Regions from separate parts of the Pan troglodytes genome. Here region 2 is linked to region 1. Evidence: chromatin contacts called from public Hi-C data. All regions are on one chromosome and are shown on one strand. The core of a region is the stretch at or near the end of the contact, and the rest is flanking DNA. Distances in the headings are between cores, read along the strand shown.

The links. Hi-C and Micro-C count contacts between places; a contact is called where the count stands out from the background.
Region 2: a Hi-C map of stem cell-derived neural progenitor cells shows a contact between it and region 1, with 3 times the contacts expected there. The contact joins two enhancer-like sites. A contact is called at or near these places in 1 of 7 Hi-C or Micro-C datasets (stem cell-derived neural progenitor cells) and 1 of 1 other capture datasets (stem cell-derived neural stem cells).

The regions. Positions count from the first base shown.
Region 1 is chrX:11,358,394-11,361,765 of NHGRI_mPanTro3-v2.0_pri, forward strand. The region is part of intron 3 of MID1 (midline 1); the gene reads right to left. Among named protein-coding and RNA genes, the nearest start is that of MID1, 340 kb to the right of the region's middle. Within about 2 kb of position 1,823, at least 7 of the 24 cell types and tissues checked have an H3K27ac peak or open chromatin away from gene starts, as enhancers often do. A contact at or near this core is called in stem cell-derived neural progenitor cells, where this site is marked.
Region 2 is chrX:11,688,331-11,691,702 of NHGRI_mPanTro3-v2.0_pri, forward strand. All of the region lies in intron 2 of MID1 (midline 1), which reads right to left. Among named protein-coding and RNA genes, the nearest start is that of MID1, 10 kb to the right of the region's middle. Within about 2 kb of position 1,736, at least 4 of the 24 cell types and tissues checked have an H3K27ac peak or open chromatin away from gene starts, as enhancers often do. A contact at or near this core is called in stem cell-derived neural progenitor cells, where this site is marked.

The DNA.
Region 1 (3,372 bases), core at 573-3,072:
TGATTTCAATTTTAAATGTGAAATTGATTTTAGGCTTGTGATTGTAAGTTGAAAAATATAACAGGATTTTACTGTTTGGTGAATAATACTGGACTCTTTAAGTGACCTTTCAATTCTCTCAATAAGTATGAATATTTAAAACATTTAATAAGCTAGAAGACTTAAAAGTTTAAATGGCAAAATCTAAATATTTAAGAGTTTTAATGGTAATAAATTGAAATATTTAATGTTTAAATAGTAATGAAATTAAGTATACATATTTATTGAATAAATCAATGTATTTATTAGATTTATAAAAGTTGTTTACGTTTCTAGAAAGAATTTGCTTGTGTGGGTTGTACGTTTGCCCAGCTAGATAGATACTTGAATGGTTAAACAGAAAACTGAATATATTGACTTTATAAATGTACACTAACATGTATAAAGAATTTTTGCTAATTAAGTTTATAAATGAGAGCAATTGTTTGAATTTAAATTGTTCAGTTCAAATTTAACTCTAATCAAAACCCTCTGTGAAACGAGTTGTTTTTATTATATATAAAAGATACTGGTATTATTAATATAAGCAGAAAAATAAAACTTTTTTTAAGTTGAACTTAAAAGCTTGAGGAAAATCTTGATTTTATAATCATAATAAATTAATGTAGATTTAAAGGCTATATAACTGTAAATAGCCCTTTCTAAATAAAAAAAAAGAACAAGAAAATAAGAATGCCAGTCTTAGACATTTAAAAAATTATGAATAACAGCTAAATTTGTCTTTTGGCAATCAAGAAATAATGTTCTCATTAAACAAAGGTGATGTGTCAGAAGGGCGTGTCACTTTCAATGTGCAGTAGGATGCTGAGGATATAGAATCAGTCCCTATCTTATCATCTTGTGTCACTGGTTCCAAAGTCACATGATTTCTGGAGCCAACTCTGCATGCCTCATTTACCTCTAGGACAAAGGACTTTATGGCTCTGGGCAGATAAGACAATGGGGGCTCAGTTACCATTCAACAGAATACAAGAATATTAGTTCTGAAAGGACCCTCACTCTCCTCCTCACTTTTAGAGAAAGAACACTTTCCCCAGTGGTGAAATGGCCAGGACTGGTCCTTGGGGGCAGTGTTAACTCTCCATCCAGGGCATAAACTTTGGAGGACATTTCCGGCAGGGTTATTTATATATTCTTCCCCTTCTGTTAGTTTCTTAGGGTATATTCCACCATATTTGCCAGTTTTTATATAACAACGGCTCCAAACCTCCATGAATTCCTTTTCTGTTTGAGCAAATGAGTAATGGGGTGCCACAAAACAAAGTATATGGAGACAACAAACTTCTGAGAACTGTCCAACAGTGATGTGTGAATGGGTGTGCACACATGTAGGAGGGGACATGAAAGTGTGGAATCTACTTTTTTTGTCTAATTTTCTATCGTTTACAAAAACTTGAAAATGATACCAAGACTATGCTACACAATATCATGACATGCAATTGTTAAAAGAGATATATTACTTTACTTTTTTCTTTCCTGCTCTGCCTATTTAGAAAATGTATCCAAATAACCCATGATGGCACTTTATAACAGCCAGAATTGATAGTCAGATAGCTCTTAGGCTAGTAAGCTGAAAATAAGAGCTAAACCCTCTTTATCCTACCGCCTTAAAACAAAACAAAAAACAAAACAAAAAAACCCCAAACAACAACAAAAAAAAGCCCAGTAGGCTATGTGGCAGTAAACCATATAGTGCCATCTACTGGCTGTTTACTAATACGTGTTATTCAATCAGGGCCACCAAACAAAGGCATTAGATGGGAGACATGGGAGAAGCAAGCTCTGTCCTCACTCTTTCCTCTGTGCCTTGAGACTGTTGTATGCCCTCGGAAACACAGAGACGGCAAAGCTCCTTCTATGAGAAAGCATTTCCCATTTCCACTGGGACCCATTTTTTTCTTTCTTTTCTTCAAAGAAGCACACAAGAACTGAAAAATACCTTCAATTTGGCTTGGCCATCAACAAACACATTTCTAAGCAAACGAAGATTACGTTTAACTCCCTCATTTTCTTTTCCCACTCCTGTTCTTTTCAATAAAAAGATTAACTAAAGCTGGCCAACAAATCAAGGCAAATATCTGGAGACTTTGAATCCTGCACTGAGGCTTCATACCGCCTGGACAGAAGGAGGCAAGGATAATTGAGTGACGACTACTCTAGCATGAAGTATGCTGTTTGTTTCGACTTGTTGGTTTCATGTTTCAATTCATTGTGGCATCAGGGCAAACGGATTTTTGTGTAAGCTCTTAGCTGAGATGATACTGCTGAGCTTTTGACTGTCCTGCCATTTCCCTCCATGAATTGGCAGGAAAAATATTTATATTTTAATCAAATACAAATACACATGAAACAGTCTTTTTAGGAGTTTCTTTTCCTGTGTAATGAAGTGAAATGAGGGGAAACGCTGAACTGACTAATCAGATTCGCCACTCCAAAGAAGCTCAAATGTCATCTCTATGGCAACATGTCAGCCAGGGTCCGCCCTCATCTCTTCCCTCAGACTGCAAACTGCACGTTGCCACTGCTACATGAATTAATGTGGAGAACACACTAAAAACAGTGAGATTTGGCTTATGAAGAAGGATCTTAAGGTTGATCCCATTCATGTAACACTCTATCCTGTTTTTAATTTTCTTTCTTCAAATTGAATTAGTCTTTGAGGACCTGCTTCACACAATGGCTTCACTCACTGGCTCCTCACTCTGTGTTTCAGAGGGATGCCAAGTTGTTGAGTCCTTTGTTCTGGGAGGTGACTGAGGTCATTTGCACTTTGGACCCCAAATTGGGCAAATCTCAGAGAGGTGATGCAATGCAGAAGGTGAGTCCAGTGTATATACCAGGGAACTAATTTTACCATCTTAAGAAGGCATGCAAAAGTTTATCTATTCATTGGAAGATCACCTATTGAAAAATATGTTATAGTTTTCTGACTAAACTCATCAAGGCTAGTGTTTATGTAGGTAGTCAATTAGTTTTAAGACCCAGGAGAAATGTCCCTTTCATCAATCATGTGCCTCATATTCGTGTTCCTTATGAGGGAAATTAATCTGCACAGCTCCTCTAAATTCTTCATTTTATTATAATTAGCTATTTATTTTTATCTGTTCTTAAAATTGTGGAAAGTGGCTCAGAACTATCTTCCTTAAGATTCTTTTTATACTTGGCTGGGTGCGGTGGCTCACGCCTGTAATCCCAGCACTTTGGGAGGCTGAGGCGGGTGGATCACGAGGTCAGGAGATCGAGACCATCCTGGCTAACACGGTGAAACCCTGTCTCTACTAAAAATACAAAAAAATTATCCGGGCGTGGTGGCGGGCGCCTGTAATCCCAGCT
Region 2 (3,372 bases), core at 486-2,985, 330 kb after region 1:
GATCTTCCTGTCCATACAGACAAATGATTTGCCTGGAGATTCATGCTGCTTTTGTCTGTTCAGCATCATTTCCTCTGAGGAACATCCTCTCCCCCATTTCAGGTGGTCCCAGGTGGGCTGTCAATCACAACACACCAGACCTAGCCAATCATACTGCCTCACCTCCCCATACACAGTAATTGATTCAGGGGAAAGAATGTGACCCGGTCAGAGCAAATTCCCCCAAATGTTAAAGAAGTTAGGAGAGAGGCCTTCAAACTAAGTGGCATCAGGCCAAGAGATAGAGGCAGAATGACTGGATCCAGCCCTTCCTGAGGCTTTACCCACCCCGGACTTCCTAAGAGTGTGATCCCAAAATTTCTTTTTCTGCTTAAGTTAACTCAAGCTGGACTTCTCACTCAAAATCCAAAATGTCCTCACTAATATAACATGCTTCCAGGTTTTCTGAGTGTCCCTCAGAAACATGTGTCAGCAACTTCCAGAGGACATAGGGCACTGAGCGTTGGGATCCATGGGTCCTTATCCTAGCTGCAATCTTAGAGCCCTTAGGTCATCCCTATGCCAAGTTGGAGGGCTTTTGAAATGGAGAGCCTGTTACACAGGGGATGCAACATGATTTCATGGATATATTTATGTCTTATGCACAAAAGTGCATTCTAGACTTGCTTTTTAAGTTCCATATCTCTTTGTCTCCTTTGGCCCTTCCTGGAGTGGAAGCAGGACAAATTCTTGTGCTGATGACACTTTTTTTTTTGAGATGGAGTCTTGCTCTGTCACCCAGGCTGGAGTACAGAGGTGCTATCTCAGCTCACTGCAACCTCCACCTCCTGGGTTCAAGTGAGTCTCCTACCTCAGCCTCCCGAGTAGCTGGGATTACAGGTGCATGCCACCACGCCTGGCTAATTTTTTTTTTTTTTTTTTTTTTTTTTTTAGTAGAGATGGGGTTTCACCATTTTTCCCAGGCTGATCTTGAACTCCTGACCTCAAGTGATCTGCCCACCTCAGCCTCCCAAAGTGCTGGGATTGCGGGCATGAGCCACCACACCCGGCTGCTGATGACACTTTATTGGCAATCTTGGGAAGGGAAAAAAGACCAAGTAGAAGTAGCAACGGGACCCCTAACATTGATATTGCCTGATGACTGGGCTGGCCAAAGTCTGGTGCCAGGATCCCTATCCTACCAGTGGTTCCAGACACCACCGAGGGAATCTGGAAGGAGAAATAAAGCCCACAACACGCCACCAAGTGGCTGCAATATTACTCTTGCAGTGAAGATACTTTTTTTTTCTCCTTTGTTTCCATAGGGTACTTTTCTAAACCTGTCCAAACTCCCTCTTACTAGATTCCTTAACTGTCACTTAAAGTGTTATCTATGACTCAGAATTTCCTAACATAAATTCTATAACCTCCCTCCTTTCCTCAGGAAAGTTACCAACTGAGGCCTACTCACACCAAAACTCTGATCCTAGTGGCTGTGAGATGTCTGAATGCTGTTTAAACTGTGCACTTACATGTGTTTGCAGGTAGTGATAAATAAGAACTCTTCTTTGTTGTCGTGCTTATTCACAGTTTAACTTGGCTTCCTCTGCTTCAGACAGAAGGGAACTGAAGTAAATTCTTAAGACACACAAGGAAAGAAAGTTCTTTGCGCTGAAGGTGGTTCGCCAAGGTGCTAATTCCATCTTTGGTAGGTTTCTCCCAGGACTGTGTTCCTCATCCAGGAATTTCCCTGAGCTTGATGGTTCACACGTCCAAATTCCAGCTTTGAATAAATAAACCAACTAAAGTGCTCAGTTGCCTCAGGGATTAGCAGAGCAGTTCATGAACTTCCATCGCCCCCCAGTGGCAATTAGTTGGATCTTTTTGTTAGGGATTTTCTTATGCTTAAAATTTAGGTTATCGTTCTCCTCTCCAAAGTTGTTTTAAGTTTTTGTTTGTTTGTTTAATTCTCACACTGAAGATTATAAAGTCTTTGTGTGGAGGTATGTTGGTAATGTCAAATTAATGGCTTCTAGGTCACCAGGTCATAGACGGATAAGATGTAGTATCTGCTTTCATGGTTCTAAGTAAAAGACTGATTTTCAACCTGGTCTCTATTCTGAGGCTCCATCCTGAGAGAAGGTGAAAATAAGCAGCACTAAATCACTAAATCCAGAAAGGACTCTCAGTGGGTGGCATCAAGGTAACCTAGAGAGCCAGTTAGCCTTGGTTGCATATAGATGAGAACTCAGCCACCCACAGTGATAGTATCTACTCTGAAAACAAGATATAGGCTATGTGAGATTCCAAAAATAAAAAGCAGAAACTGTGTTGAGGGAGAAAGCTTATATACATATGAAGTAGCCAAGGAACACTTTTCTAGCATAATAAGTTCATAAATTCATGCAACATGCAGTCAATGATTTTTGATAGCTAGCATAAAGTACTTCACCTTGTTTTATAGAAAAGGAAGAAGTGGAATTTAGTAAAGTTCAGACTGAAGAGGCTTATCTTCAACTCAAAAAAGGGAAGGTTCTTGCCTCCCTGCCCACAGTGGAGTTAGTACTTAAGCTTATTTTTCAGATCATAGTAAATTCCTTTGGTTCACCACCTGCCATGCTCCACCCCCACACCCCTTTTAAATTTAAGACCAGGTTTGTAGTCCTTTAAATAATACTGACCCAGTTCTAAATTCCTACACACCAAACAGTCCTGCCAATGCTAAATCCTGAGTAGAAGTGTTTGTCCTTCAGCTTCCTTTACTCAGAATTTGTCTCCTTTCCAGCCAGAACATTCTCCTTCCCTGGCCACCCCTCTCCCCTTGGCTTTGGAAGGCAAACTTTACCTAATCTGTTTTGTTTAAGAATCCTAAATCTTAGTGGTTTAAGGGCCTCAGTATTAGTACACACAAGCACACATATATAAATTTAAGAACAAAGAATGTTTTATTATCAGCTCATCGTATTTTGTATAATATTTGTTTAATAAATTCACCCTTAAAGTATAAGCCTCAGTTAGGCCTGGCCTCCCCATCTCCTGGACCCCAAGGTCTTATTCACTTGAATCTCCCAGTCCATGGTCCATGGAATATCAAGTTTCCCTGAGTTACATGTTACTCCTCAGGGACTTAGGCTCCTATGGTCACTTCTGCCTCTGGACTCCTCTCTCTGCTTGTGCTGGCTCAGTTTACATTGACCTAGAGGGGAAACTCTGCCCCTTTATCATCTTCTATGAAAACCCATTCACTAAATTACTTGCTGATTTTGTAAAACACTCATAACAAAATAGAGATATATGGATACTTCTTAAACATGACAAAAAACTTTATGCCAATCTAAAAGTTCGCAAAATGCTTAATGGATAGACACTAGACACTTTTCCACAAAAATTAGG